2 separate regions of the Arabidopsis thaliana genome follow, and region 2 is linked to region 1. Evidence: chromatin contacts called from public targeted proximity ligation data. All regions are on one chromosome and are shown on one strand. The core of a region is the stretch at or near the end of the contact, and the rest is flanking DNA. Distances in the headings are between cores, read along the strand shown. Region 1 holds the start of AT1G76810 (eukaryotic translation initiation factor 2 (eIF-2) family protein). Region 2 holds the start of AT1G76892 (a long non-coding RNA gene).

Region 1 (6,152 bases), core at 2,548-5,047:
TCGTCAACATATGTAAGTTTCTCAACCATTGTTTTCTGAGCCCATTGAACCAACCACAGCAAGAGATCTGGGACCCCTTCTCCACTGTAATATCAAGAACCAACGTTACCCAATTACGTTTAGGATGAATAACTTGTCTGTTACGCTGTATATTACAAACAGTAAATAGAGACTCATACCTAATAGCACTAGTAGGAACAATACTGAAAGTTTCTCCCATGTCTTTATTCTTGTAATAAAGCTCAGTGTTGAGTCCTTGCTCCTGGAACTCGTTTATAATCTGGAATACCAATCAAACAACATAATTTGAACAACATGTACACAAATTGATAGCTCAAACCATACAATAAGAAACTCTAGACCTATAACTTACTTTTTTCAGCCTCAAGTTAAATTCATTTATAACATCTTTATTTTGCTGCTTCATTGCCTTCACGATAGGAGCATTCTTGCATGTTTTCCATCCATATAGCCTATCCACCTGGAGGAAGGTGAAGATATTATTTTCCATATAAGTTTTGCAACAGAGAAAAAAATCCCATCCTCGCAGAATGACAAGCAGTGTTACCTTATTCAATGCAATAATGAACTCTGTATTCCTCATCCTCAAAAGATTTAGAGACTCTATGGTTTGCGGCTGTAAACCATGCGTTATGTCAACCACCAAAATGGCAAGGTCACACAAACTTGAACCTCTTGACCGCAGATTAGTGAAGGACTCATGGCCAGGTGTATCGATAACCAATAGACCAGGCACCTTAAGTTTTGCATCGGCTTTCAGTTCCCTGGTCCTCTCTCGGATGTTTTTGGCAGGGAAATATGTTGCACCAATCTGCTGAGTTATACCTCCAGCCTCACCTTCCTGTACATTTGTTCCTCTGATACAATCCAACAGCTTTGTTTTACCACTATCGACATGACCCATGATACAGCAAATGATAGAACGGAGTTTTTCTCCACCTTCTTCTATAAATTCATTTGGAGCTAAGCATTTACCCTTCTTAGCACGTTTTGTCTGTGTAGCAGCATCTTCTACTTCAGAAATAGCTTTCACCGCAGCTGTTTCTAGCTTGCTCATACCTGCTGGTTTAGCTGTTGGCTTTTCAGTTTCATGGTCTGTAAAAGTTCAAAAAATTAGATTAAAACAGACATTAAACACTAGGAAGAAGAGCAAAGAACTACATATCATACTAACCTGAATAATGTGCCTTAAATTCTTTCTTAACCACATGCTGAGCTTCTTCCTCTTTATCGTCAAAATCACCTCTGATTTTAAGATCAACATTATCCCAGCTTTTTGCATCCCATTCATCATCTTCCTCAACCCCATTCTCCTGAGCTACATCAGCAGGTCCTCCTGATTTCTCGCCTAAGTTTGCTGACTCTAGTAAATCAACCTTTTCAGTGTCTGCTGAACCAACTTCACCTAAAGCATGGTTTTCTTTTGGCTCTACCTCACCTTCCACCTGGACAGAAGTGTCATTGCCTTTCTGGCGAGATGATTTTTTCTTGTTGGCATAAATGGGGCGCTTTGAGGAAGTAGCATCATCATCATCGTCTGCAACAGGAAGACCTCCACCAGCAGCAAGCAGCTGGTTCTTAAAAGCCTCCCTCTTTTGAGCTTCACTCTTTTGCTTTGCAGTTAGAAGCTTGCCCTCTAGCTTCTTCCTCAACAGTTTCTCCTTTTCCTTTTCCTTTCTTTTACGCTTAGCCTCCTCAGCTTGAGCATCAAGCTCTTCCTGCCTGCGGCGCTCCTCTTCCTCCTTCCTCAATTTTTCTTCTTCTTCCTTCTTTTTTCGCTCTTTGGCTTCTTGCCGACGTGCAAGAGCCTCTTGAATCTCTCTAACATGTTTAGGAATTTTCTTCTCTGCTGCTTTACCCTTTGCATCCTTCTTCCTCGGCTGTAGCGGCTCAGTTACTGATTCTTCTTGTTTTTCCTCCTTAGCCTCTACAGAAGAGGTTGCCGCAGCAGCAGCAGCTGCTTTTTTTTCCTTTTCTTTCTCCTTCTTCTTTTTCTTTTTCTTGGCTGCAGCAGTCTCAACAGTCTCCTCTTCTCCTTCTCACCGGTATTCTCTACAGGTGCAACTGGCTCAGGCTGAGCTTGATCTTTCTCTTCTTCGGAAGCAGGCTTTCCAGCAGCAGGAGTTTCTCCAAGTTCTGCCAGAAGCTTGTCCAAATCATCATCTTCCTGAAGTGTCCTTCCACTCTTGTTCTTCTTCTTATGTTTCTTACTCCTTGCCGATTCTACAAGCTCCACACTCTTAGAATCAGAAGTTTTAGATTGACTACTTTCTTCATCACCTATTGAGGCCAAGACACTGCTGCTCTTCTTTTTAGATGATTTTTTCCTACCTGAAAACGTGATATCATTATCCTCTGCTTCCTCCCTGTTATCTTCATCAGCAAGCAGGGCAAAGCTAACAGAGCCACCGTCTTTTTTACCTTTCGACTTCTTATTATTCCCTACAAAAGCATTATCCGGAACAACCTCTTCCTCCACCGCAAACTTATCAGCAAAATCATCGTCGTCATCCTGCTGCTGCTGCGTACCCTTCTTATTCCTTTTCTTACCCTTCTTCTTCCCAGTGATAACAACCTTGTTTTCCTCAACTTTAGGCTCCTCAAGACATATTGAGTATTCATCATCATCAATTTGAACAGATTTCTTATCAGATTTAGAACCAACGAGAGATGACGCAAGTGGTTGCTCATCATCTCCACCTCGAGAACTCGGCTCCTTCCGACCCATGGATAAATTACAGAGCCGGTTCCAAATTCTTTCCGGCTAATCAATCAATCCAGGTAAAAAAAAATTAGTTTTTTTTGAGGATCGGCACAAAGGACACAGGAGATGAGAGAATCGAAGAAGCTTACCTTACGTGAGTAATCAAAGCGAGCCGTTTGAGAGAGAGCAAAAACTCTTACTTCATCACTAATCTAATCCTTTTTTTAATCTAATTTCTCAACTCTAATTCCAATCCATTATTAGCCCAATTATTAAAGCTCCTCTCCCAAGCCCAATATTCAAAACCCAATTTACAAACATTAATCATTTTCTTCTAACAAGCCCAAATTCACAAAATCAAAAGCAAAAGAAAAAGGAATAATATATCTGCCCCGTTCTCACCTGAATGGCTGAATCAATCATAGACAGTCGAAAAGTGTTTCTACTAAACCACACAAGCATGAATGTTATGCCTATCTAACAAAAGTCAGCTAAAGAAGCATGTGTCCATTGTTGAGGATGGAGAGAGATGAGTCAAGATCAGAGATAAGCCAAAGGTTCATGTTCCATGATACCTGAGCTGGAGTGAGATCATACTTCACTGACTTGCCCGAAACTAGAAAATTTTCAACGACCGCCACGACTCTCCGAGAGAAACCCGGTCTCAAGCAATCTCCCTTGCACGCGAGTGGCAATCCTAGGTCTTTTCAAGCAATTACGTTTTCTTTTGTTCCTAGAGAAACGAATCGAGAAGCTCATGCCTTAACAAAGCTCTCTCTTAAAAACTTCCAAAAACAAAAAACATTGGATGCGGATATGTTTTAGAAAAGTATTTCAAACAAATCATAACGCGAGAAGATTATTTTTTTAAATGAATACTTTAAACAGCTAAATCATGCTGATTTCCCTTATTTTAGTCCATATTAATAAAATTTATGTGTCTTAATTATATAAGTTAGATTTCAGTATATTAAAACGTGAAAATTACAACTGTTGAATCCCATTCAGAAATTACATTTTATAACAAAGAATATGACATATCTTTTATTTTAAAAGAAAAAATAACACTATCGAGAAAGAAAACGGAGAAAAAAATAGTATTTAACAAACGTCACAATTTTTTTTTATTAGAATCGGTAAAATCTACACAGCGTTTAGCTCAACCCTAGGAAGCTTCACGCCGGTTTCTCAAAGCTTCGCTATTTCTCGGTTCTCTACTCTCTCTCTCTCTCTCTCTCTCTCTCCGCGCCGCGCTCTCTCTCTCTAAACTTAGCTCAGCCTATCGATTAATTCCTCTCCGGAATAAGGTAAAGCTTCTTCGATTCTCTCCTCTTAGCCACAGTATCGCTTCCTCGTCTCTCTTGTGGTTTCATTTTCTAAAAGGATTGTGTTGTGCCGATCCCAGAAAACCTAATTTGTTTCCGTTCGAATTGTAGGAAATTTCACCTCGATTTATTGATTAGTCGGAAGAATTCGGAACCAATTCTGAACCAGACCTGAAATTTTCCAATGGGGCGGAAGAAGCCGAGTGCTCGAGGTGGAGATGCTGAGCAGCAACCTCCTGCGTCATCTCTCGTTGGTGCTACTAAATCTAAGAAGAAAGGTGCTCAAATTGATGACGATGAGTACTCAATAGGTACTGAGTTGTCTGAGGAGTCTAAAGTTGAGGAAGAGAAGGTTGTTGTTATCACTGGGAAGAAGAAGGGTAAGAAAGGTAATAAGAAGGGTACGCAGCAGGATGATGATGATGATTTTTCTGATAAGGTTTCGGCTGCGGGGGTGAAAGACGATGTTCCTGAGATAGCTTTTGTTGGGAAGAAGAAGTCGAAAGGTAAGAAGGGCGGTGGTTCTGTTAGCTTTGCCTTGCTTGATGATGAAGATGAGAAGGAGGATAATGAATCTGATGGTGACAAAGATGATGAGCCAGTTATAAGTTTTACGGGTAAGAAGCATGCGTCTAAGAAGGGTAAAAAAGGCGGTAATTCATTTGCCGCTTCAGCTTTTGATGCACTTGGTAGTGATGATGATGATACAGAGGAAGTGCACGAAGATGAGGAAGAAGAGTCTCCTATCACCTTCTCTGGTAAGAAAAAGAAGTCATCTAAGTCTTCGAAGAAGAACACTAACTCGTTTACCGCTGATTTGCTCGATGAAGAAGAAGGGACTGATGCTTCAAACTCTAGAGACGACGAAAATACAATTGAAGATGAAGAGAGCCCTGAAGTAACGTTTTCAGGTAAGAAGAAATCTTCTAAAAAGAAGGGCGGCAGTGTTTTGGCCTCAGTAGGTGATGACTCAGTTGCAGACGAAACTAAAACTTCTGATACTAAGAATGTGGAGGTTGTGGAAACTGGAAAGAGTAAGAAAAAGAAGAAGAATAACAAGAGTGGAAGGACAGTACAGGAAGAGGAAGATTTGGACAAACTTCTTGCAGCACTTGGAGAAACCCCTGCTGCTGAAAGACCTGCTTCATCTACGCCTGTAGAAGAGAAAGCAGCTCAGCCTGAGCCAGTTGCACCTGTGGAGAATGCTGGTGAGAAGGAAGGAGAAGAAGAGACTGCTGCTGCGAAGAAAAAGAAAAAGAAGAAGGAGAAAGAGAAGGAGAAAAAAGCAGCAGCTGCTGCTGCAGCAACCTCTTCTGTAGAGGTTAAGGAGGAAAAACAAGAAGAATCAGTAACTGAGCCACTACAGCCGAAGAAGAAGGATGCAAAGGGTAAAGCAGCAGAGAAGAAAATTCCTAAACATGTTAGAGAGATGCAAGAGGCTCTTGCTCGTCGGCAAGAAGCTGAAGAGCGAAAAAAGAAGGAAGAAGAAGAAAAATTGAGGAAGGAGGAAGAGGAGCGCCGCAGGCAGGAAGAGCTTGAGGCTCAAGCTGAGGAGGCTAAGCGTAAGAGAAAGGAAAAGGAAAAGGAGAAACTGTTGAGGAAGAAGCTAGAGGGCAAGCTTCTAACAGCAAAGCAAAAGACTGAAGCTCAAAAGAGGGAGGCTTTTAAGAACCAGTTACTTGCTGCTGGTGGAGGTCTTCCTGTTGCAGATAATGATGGTGATGCTACTTCCTCAAAGCGTCCCATTTACGCCAACAAGAAAAAATCATCTCGCCAGAAAGGCATTGACACTTCTGTTCAGGGGGAAGATGAGGTAGAGCCAAAAGAGAATCAAGCAGATGAACAAGATACTTTAGGTGAAGTGGGTTTAACAGACACTGGAAAGGTTGATTTAATAGAGTTAGTAAACACAGACGAAAATTCAGGACCTGCTGATGTAGCTCAGGAAAATGGGGTTGAGGAAGATGACGAAGAAGATGAATGGGATGCGAAAAGCTGGGGTACGGTCGATCTTAACCTTAAAGGTGATTTTGATGACGAGGAGGAAGAAGCTCAGCCTGTGGTTAAGAAAGAATTAAAGGATGCTATATCAAAGGCGCATG
Region 2 (6,152 bases), core at 2,583-5,082, 38 kb before region 1:
CTTATGAAAATACAGATAAAAAAATACACAGATTTGTTTTCAAAAATTAGTGTCTACGGTCATTTTCTCGACGTGATATTATTGTCAAATGGAATAAAGCTGTTTCACTATTTTAAGGAATTTTTTATATATTTTAAATTGCTTTCACATGGTTTGTTGGAAATAAAGCAACTTATTTCGGACAAAATAAAAAGGCTTCAAAAATCCACGTAAGCGGAGAAAATAATATCCTACGTGGCAAATTGCACATATAAAAACGTTACACGTCACCTAGGACTGATCGAACCGTCCACAAATTGACACGTCATAATATATAGCGGCTCTTGATGTTACGCCTCCGTTTGGTATCGCCGCGCTCAAATGTGTCCCAGCTTTTAATCGGCTAGAGCCTCTCTCGATTTTGGTTGGTATAATTTACATAATCACAATTTACTAAATTGTACTATAAATAATACGGAATACTTTGGTTGCAATAAAGAAAAACAATATGTAGATATAAAAAATTGTAGAAATTAATAGCATTTAATTTATTGGGTCAAGTCGATTGTAAAAGGAGAGTACAGGTAAATCTTTATGGAGTTGGAATCATTTGGTACCATCCTCGAACAATAAGAGTCTATAGGTGACAAATCGCATTAAATGTAAAACAATTTTGTTTTATTCATCGGTCATTTCGGTGAAATATATTGAGTTATTGAATCAGTTTCTATAGCCTCTAACAAGTTTTTTACTTTTAAATAAACGATCACATTATTCACTATTACTCGCTCTGTGTAATTTACAATTTCACATTATATGAACAACAATGAGATGTATATTGTATAATTAATTATATGTTAAATAAGTGTAAACGGCGTATGAATTATACATACGTAGAAAGGGATCAAGTTGGGGTCACTTTACAGAGCCATACGTAGTGGAAATACATCTGAATCCAGCTCATTTGTAACCACTGCTTTTTTAATTTCTCTCTTTATATTTATTTTTTCACCTTATAGACTAGAAAAAGAAACTAATAATACGTACGAATATATAATTTTGGAAAGAAATTATAAAGAAAAATGAACAGAACAAAGAAGAGAGATGCGAAAAAAGTGGGAGATAAGTTTGGTGTTTCAGACAAAAAACAAACTGCCAGTAAGATTGTCCATTCTCCTATTAATGTTTTGTTATACTTAAACAAAACATCTCCATAACTTAAATGTGATTGCTTTTTCTATGTTTATACAGTTTTGCATCTTTTTCTTTTTGTGATCATAACCACACAGATTCACAATACAAATGCCAAAATTATGCAGAATTTTAATAAAATGCAAACTATACTTATGCAGAAGTTTACTATCATCAGTTTGTTGAGGTGATTGCATTGAATAAATTTGTTTCTAAAATTAAGTCTGGTCATCTCACCATTGTAACATAGAGTTTTATAGTATATGTCAATTACTTTTTCTAATATTCAAATTAAAAAGACCATTAAAATAGATGGAATTATAAAATATTTTTGAGCTTGTCAATAACTACAAAATTATCATAGTTATAAAAATTTAATAAGTTCATCGTTGTACGAATGTATAGTCTAAATAAAACTGACCAGTGAAAAGCAAATTCAGTTTAAATGTGACGTACAAGGTTCGCTAGTTTTTACATTTATGTTGCCAATTAAGATGTAGTTTTACGTTACTTATTTTGATTTATCTAATACAAATGTGTCTACAAACGGAAAACACGTTGATTTATACTGACATGATACAGGTACGCATTTTTAGAACAAGAGCGAAAAACGAAATTAAAACCAGTGGTTGTCGAAGAAACAACAAAATAATGAAATATTTACGTAAAAAAATCGTTACATTATTACTTATTAGGCACCGGAATATTTCAATAACATTAAATAAGGTAGGTCATAAGCTAACTAAATCATGTCTCTCTACTTGCTTTTTCTCATAAATGCTTTTGATATCCGCCTAATAACCATATATAACCTCGACATTTATCTAACTCCTCGTCTAATTTAATACCGTAATTTGATGTTACATCAAAACCTCCCACGTATATTAATTACGCCCACACACCGCTCTATATACATAACATCAAATCGTCAAAGTATAAATTACAAAATGTATTGTTTCACCATTTATAGATTACATTGGAAAAACATCATACGGTGAACAATGACGTGTGTGTTACTGGTTTTGTATAAACTACTAGTTGCATGATTAAAGAGGTCAACATTTGGGGATAAAAAGGTAAAATTAACAGTCGGTGTCGTGACCAATTTGCGATTTGATCCAGCGGCGGTGAGAAGCTATTATGGGCCCACGTGGGCCTACATTACCCGAATATTATCCCTATCGTCTCTATCTGCAGCTGTTCTTGCTGATTACCTTTGATTATTTTTTTTGCCTTATATAATAATTTATACGAAAAAGCATCCATTATGATCTCAATCATTTAAAGATTAATGTAATAATATTCTTATAGGCTTCTCCACAGCTCACAATCTTATACTATTGTTGTTATTATTTCAATTCATCATCATTGTGGTTTTTTTTGTTCTATTTACTATGAATATACTCTATGCTTATATAGTAACCTAATATTAAAGTCACTCCAATAATTAAAAGACGTGTAATAGAGATAATTATTCTAATTAAGTAACTCACAGGTCACAACACAACTCACAAGTGGTAAAGTGGGACAGTTAAACACCGTCCAATTATCCACGTTAAAATTTCGTATTAAATAATTAGGATTAAAATTGGTACAGTCAACAATTGTTTGTGTATATATCCGATCAAAAATTCGATTTAAGAGCTTCATTTTAATACATGGTCAGTTTCTGAAATTTTAGTTTGCCGATTAAACCAATCATTAATCAGATGTTACAGTGAACCAGACACACATATAGTAGTTTATTCATTGCTTAACGAAATAAATAAAATATACAATATGGTTTGTTTTATAGGAAATACTTTAATTTTTGGTACCAAATTTTTCTTATAAGCAATGAGAAGATTCCCAAATTAAAAGACAGAAGGAAAGCGAAAAAAGTTCCCCTTTTAAGTCCTACTCCTCTTTTTGTAATATAGAAAGAAAAACTATATATATACAAAATAAAGTTATACGAAGAAAATTGTATTATATTTATAAGATCTAGATAAAATGGTCCATCCCACCCAATTAAATACCCCTAAGATAAAATCACAATAGACAAAAAAAATTTAAAAAGAAAAGAAAAAGGAAATTCAACCACAACCTTCGTCTTCTCTTGAAACTCTCCTCATCTCTCTCAAGAAAGATTCAAGTTCGAGTCTTAGCTATGTCTGGAAACTCAGAAGGACTGTTAGAGAGCTCAGGCGGCGGCGTGGGAGGTTCCGTCGAGGAGGAAAAAGATATGAAGATGGAGGAAACCGGTGAAGGAGCCGGCAGCGGAGGAAACCGGTGGCCAAGACCAGAGACTTTAGCTCTATTGAGAATACGTTCAGAGATGGATAAAGCTTTTCGTGACTCTACTCTCAAAGCTCCCTTATGGGAAGAAATTTCCAGGTTTGTTATATTTTGTTACATGCATATATATTTATAAAGTAGAAAATTTAAGCAGAAATTTTATGATCATATATTTTCGTCTCACATATTTATGGGATGTATATATAATATGTGTAGTCATATATTTCGGTAATTCATTTGAAATATATGACTACAAGCCTATTTATTTGCTTATAGGTATATGTATTACATACAACTAGCTAAGAAAAAGTTTGGATAATATTTGTTTCTTAATTATGAGTTTATTGATTGATACATGAATTAGGAAAATGATGGAGCTTGGTTACAAGAGAAGTTCAAAGAAATGCAAGGAGAAGTTCGAGAACGTGTACAAGTACCACAAACGTACCAAAGAAGGTCGTACCGGGAAATCCGAAGGCAAAACTTACCGGTTTTTCGAAGAGTTAGAAGCTTTCGAGACTCTCAGTTCCTATCAACCTGAACCTGAGTCGCAACCCGCGAAATCTTCTGCAGTGATCACGAACGCGCCCGCAACCTCTTCCTTGATACCATGGATTAGCTCTAGCAATCCATCAACCGAAAAAAGTTCTTCACCGTTGAAACATCATCATCAGGTTAGTGTACAACCCATCACCACAAACCCTACCTTCCTCGCCAAGCAACCATCTTCCACGACGCCTTTTCCTTTTTATAGCAGCAACAATACTACTACTGTTAGCCAGCCGCCAATTTCAAATGACTTGATGAACAATGTTTCATCGCTGAATCTTTTCTCGAGCTCAACTTCTTCATCTACTGCATCTGACGAGGAAGAAGATCATCATCAGGTTAAGAGCTCGAGAAAGAAGAGGAAGTATTGGAAAGGGTTGTTTACGAAGTTGACAAAAGAGTTAATGGAGAAACAAGAGAAGATGCAAAAAAGGTTCTTGGAAACACTGGAGTATCGTGAGAAAGAGAGAATCTCAAGAGAAGAAGCTTGGAGGGTCCAAGAGATAGGGAGAATCAACAGAGAACACGAAACATTAATCCATGAGAGGTCCAATGCTGCAGCTAAAGACGCTGCAATCATATCCTTCTTACACAAAATCTCAGGAGGACAACCACAACAACCGCAACAACATAATCATAAACCATCACAAAGGAAACAATATCAAAGCGATCATTCAATAACGTTTGAGAGTAAAGAGCCGAGGGCGGTTCTATTGGATACAACAATAAAGATGGGGAATTACGATAACAATCATTCGGTGTCTCCTAGTTCTTCAAGATGGCCTAAAACCGAGGTCGAGGCCTTGATAAGGATAAGAAAGAATCTTGAAGCTAACTATCAAGAAAACGGTACTAAGGGACCATTATGGGAAGAGATCTCTGCAGGGATGAGAAGATTGGGATACAATAGAAGCGCGAAACGCTGCAAAGAGAAGTGGGAAAACATCAACAAGTACTTTAAGAAAGTCAAAGAAAGCAACAAGAAACGTCCCCTTGATTCCAAGACTTGCCCTTATTTTCACCAGCTCGAAGCTTTGTACAACGAGAGGAACAAAAGTGGGGCAATGCCATTGCCATTGCCTCTAATGGTGACTCCACAGAGACAGTTGCTTCTCTCGCAAGAAACCCAGACCGAGTTTGAGACTGATCAGAGGGAAAAAGTTGGTGATAAAGAAGATGAAGAAGAAGGAGAGAGTGAAGAAGATGAATACGATGAAGAAGAAGAGGGAGAAGGAGACAATGAGACAAGTGAGTTCGAGATTGTGTTGAACAAAACATCTTCACCTATGGACATTAACAATAATCTTTTCACCTAAGTGGTTTTATAATCATTTTATTATATACACTTTCCTGTAAAATGGGGTTGAAGGAAAAAAAAAAAGCATATACAACAAATGTAAGTAAATGGCTTGATTTTTTAGTTATTAGTATTCCATTTCGTGATATATTTAATAAAATAATTGATTTTAAAGAAATATGTGAGATGTTTATCTAATACTAGTAATTTATAGAACCAGAAGTTTCACTATAGTATCAACTGATGAAAATTGAATCAAAATTGGCCCAATTGGTTGGGAGAAGCCAAGGGTAATCAAGCATCCATCTATATCCATGGGTACCCGACACAAGTAATAAACTTTTGGACCTACAAATTCAAATTGGGTCGTCGTTTTCATCATTTTTTTCTTTCTTTTTAATATGAATCTCAACTTTAACTTCTTATTTCTTATCCCATTCTAAATTTCTAATATGTAAATTTACCTTAAATCGTGTAATGAAAAGTATAGTCCGTGTGGTAGATGGCGTTGGTGCGTTTCTTTCTGTAATTTGTGCCTACATGTCACGAGGTGGAACCCAACAAACACACATTATATTGGAATTAATGTTAGTATTGAACAGTTGCCAGAAAATAATAGTGTCGTATTTTAAATGAAAAGACTACATTAATTAAGATTGTCCAGTGAAAAGATAACTTTAAAAGGAAACAGAAATAAAAATAAAAATTAGTAAAGCATAATTAAACAAAACTTGATGATGATAAATAAACTTGTTTTCTAATTAATTTTTGTGGAGTTTTTTTTTTATGTTAATCTTCTATTGCATGCTTATGTATGCATGTAACATGTATCTAGGCAGATCATATACTTATACCGGCA

What was found.
Region 2: a targeted proximity ligation map of shoot shows a contact between it and region 1, with 11 read pairs. A contact is called at or near these places in 12 of 26 Hi-C or Micro-C datasets (callus, leaf, root and 3 more), 1 of 2 datasets of targeted methods (shoot) and 1 of 3 other capture datasets (seedling).

What each region holds. Positions count from the first base shown.
Region 1 is chr1:28,834,393-28,840,544 of TAIR10.1, reverse strand. It overlaps AT1G76810 (eukaryotic translation initiation factor 2 (eIF-2) family protein), which reads left to right and starts at 3,797. Exons shown (of 13, transcript NM_106331.5): 1 at 3,797-4,032; 2 at 4,162-6,152. The coding sequence starts at 4,235. AT1G76820 (eukaryotic translation initiation factor 2 (eIF-2) family protein) reads right to left here and starts at 2,972. Exons shown (of 13, transcript NM_106332.6): 1 at 2,875-2,972; 2 at 1,196-2,785; 3 at 569-1,116; 4 at 374-481; 5 at 180-280; 6 at 1-84. The coding sequence starts at 2,749.
Region 2 is chr1:28,872,371-28,878,522 of TAIR10.1, reverse strand. AT1G76892 (a long non-coding RNA gene) reads right to left here and starts at 3,832. Exons shown (of 1, transcript NR_139959.1): 1 at 3,524-3,832. It overlaps GT2 (Duplicated homeodomain-like superfamily protein), which reads left to right and starts at 3,088. Exons shown (of 2, transcript NM_106340.4): 1 at 3,088-3,546; 2 at 3,812-5,471. The coding sequence starts at 3,320. The coding sequence ends at 5,312.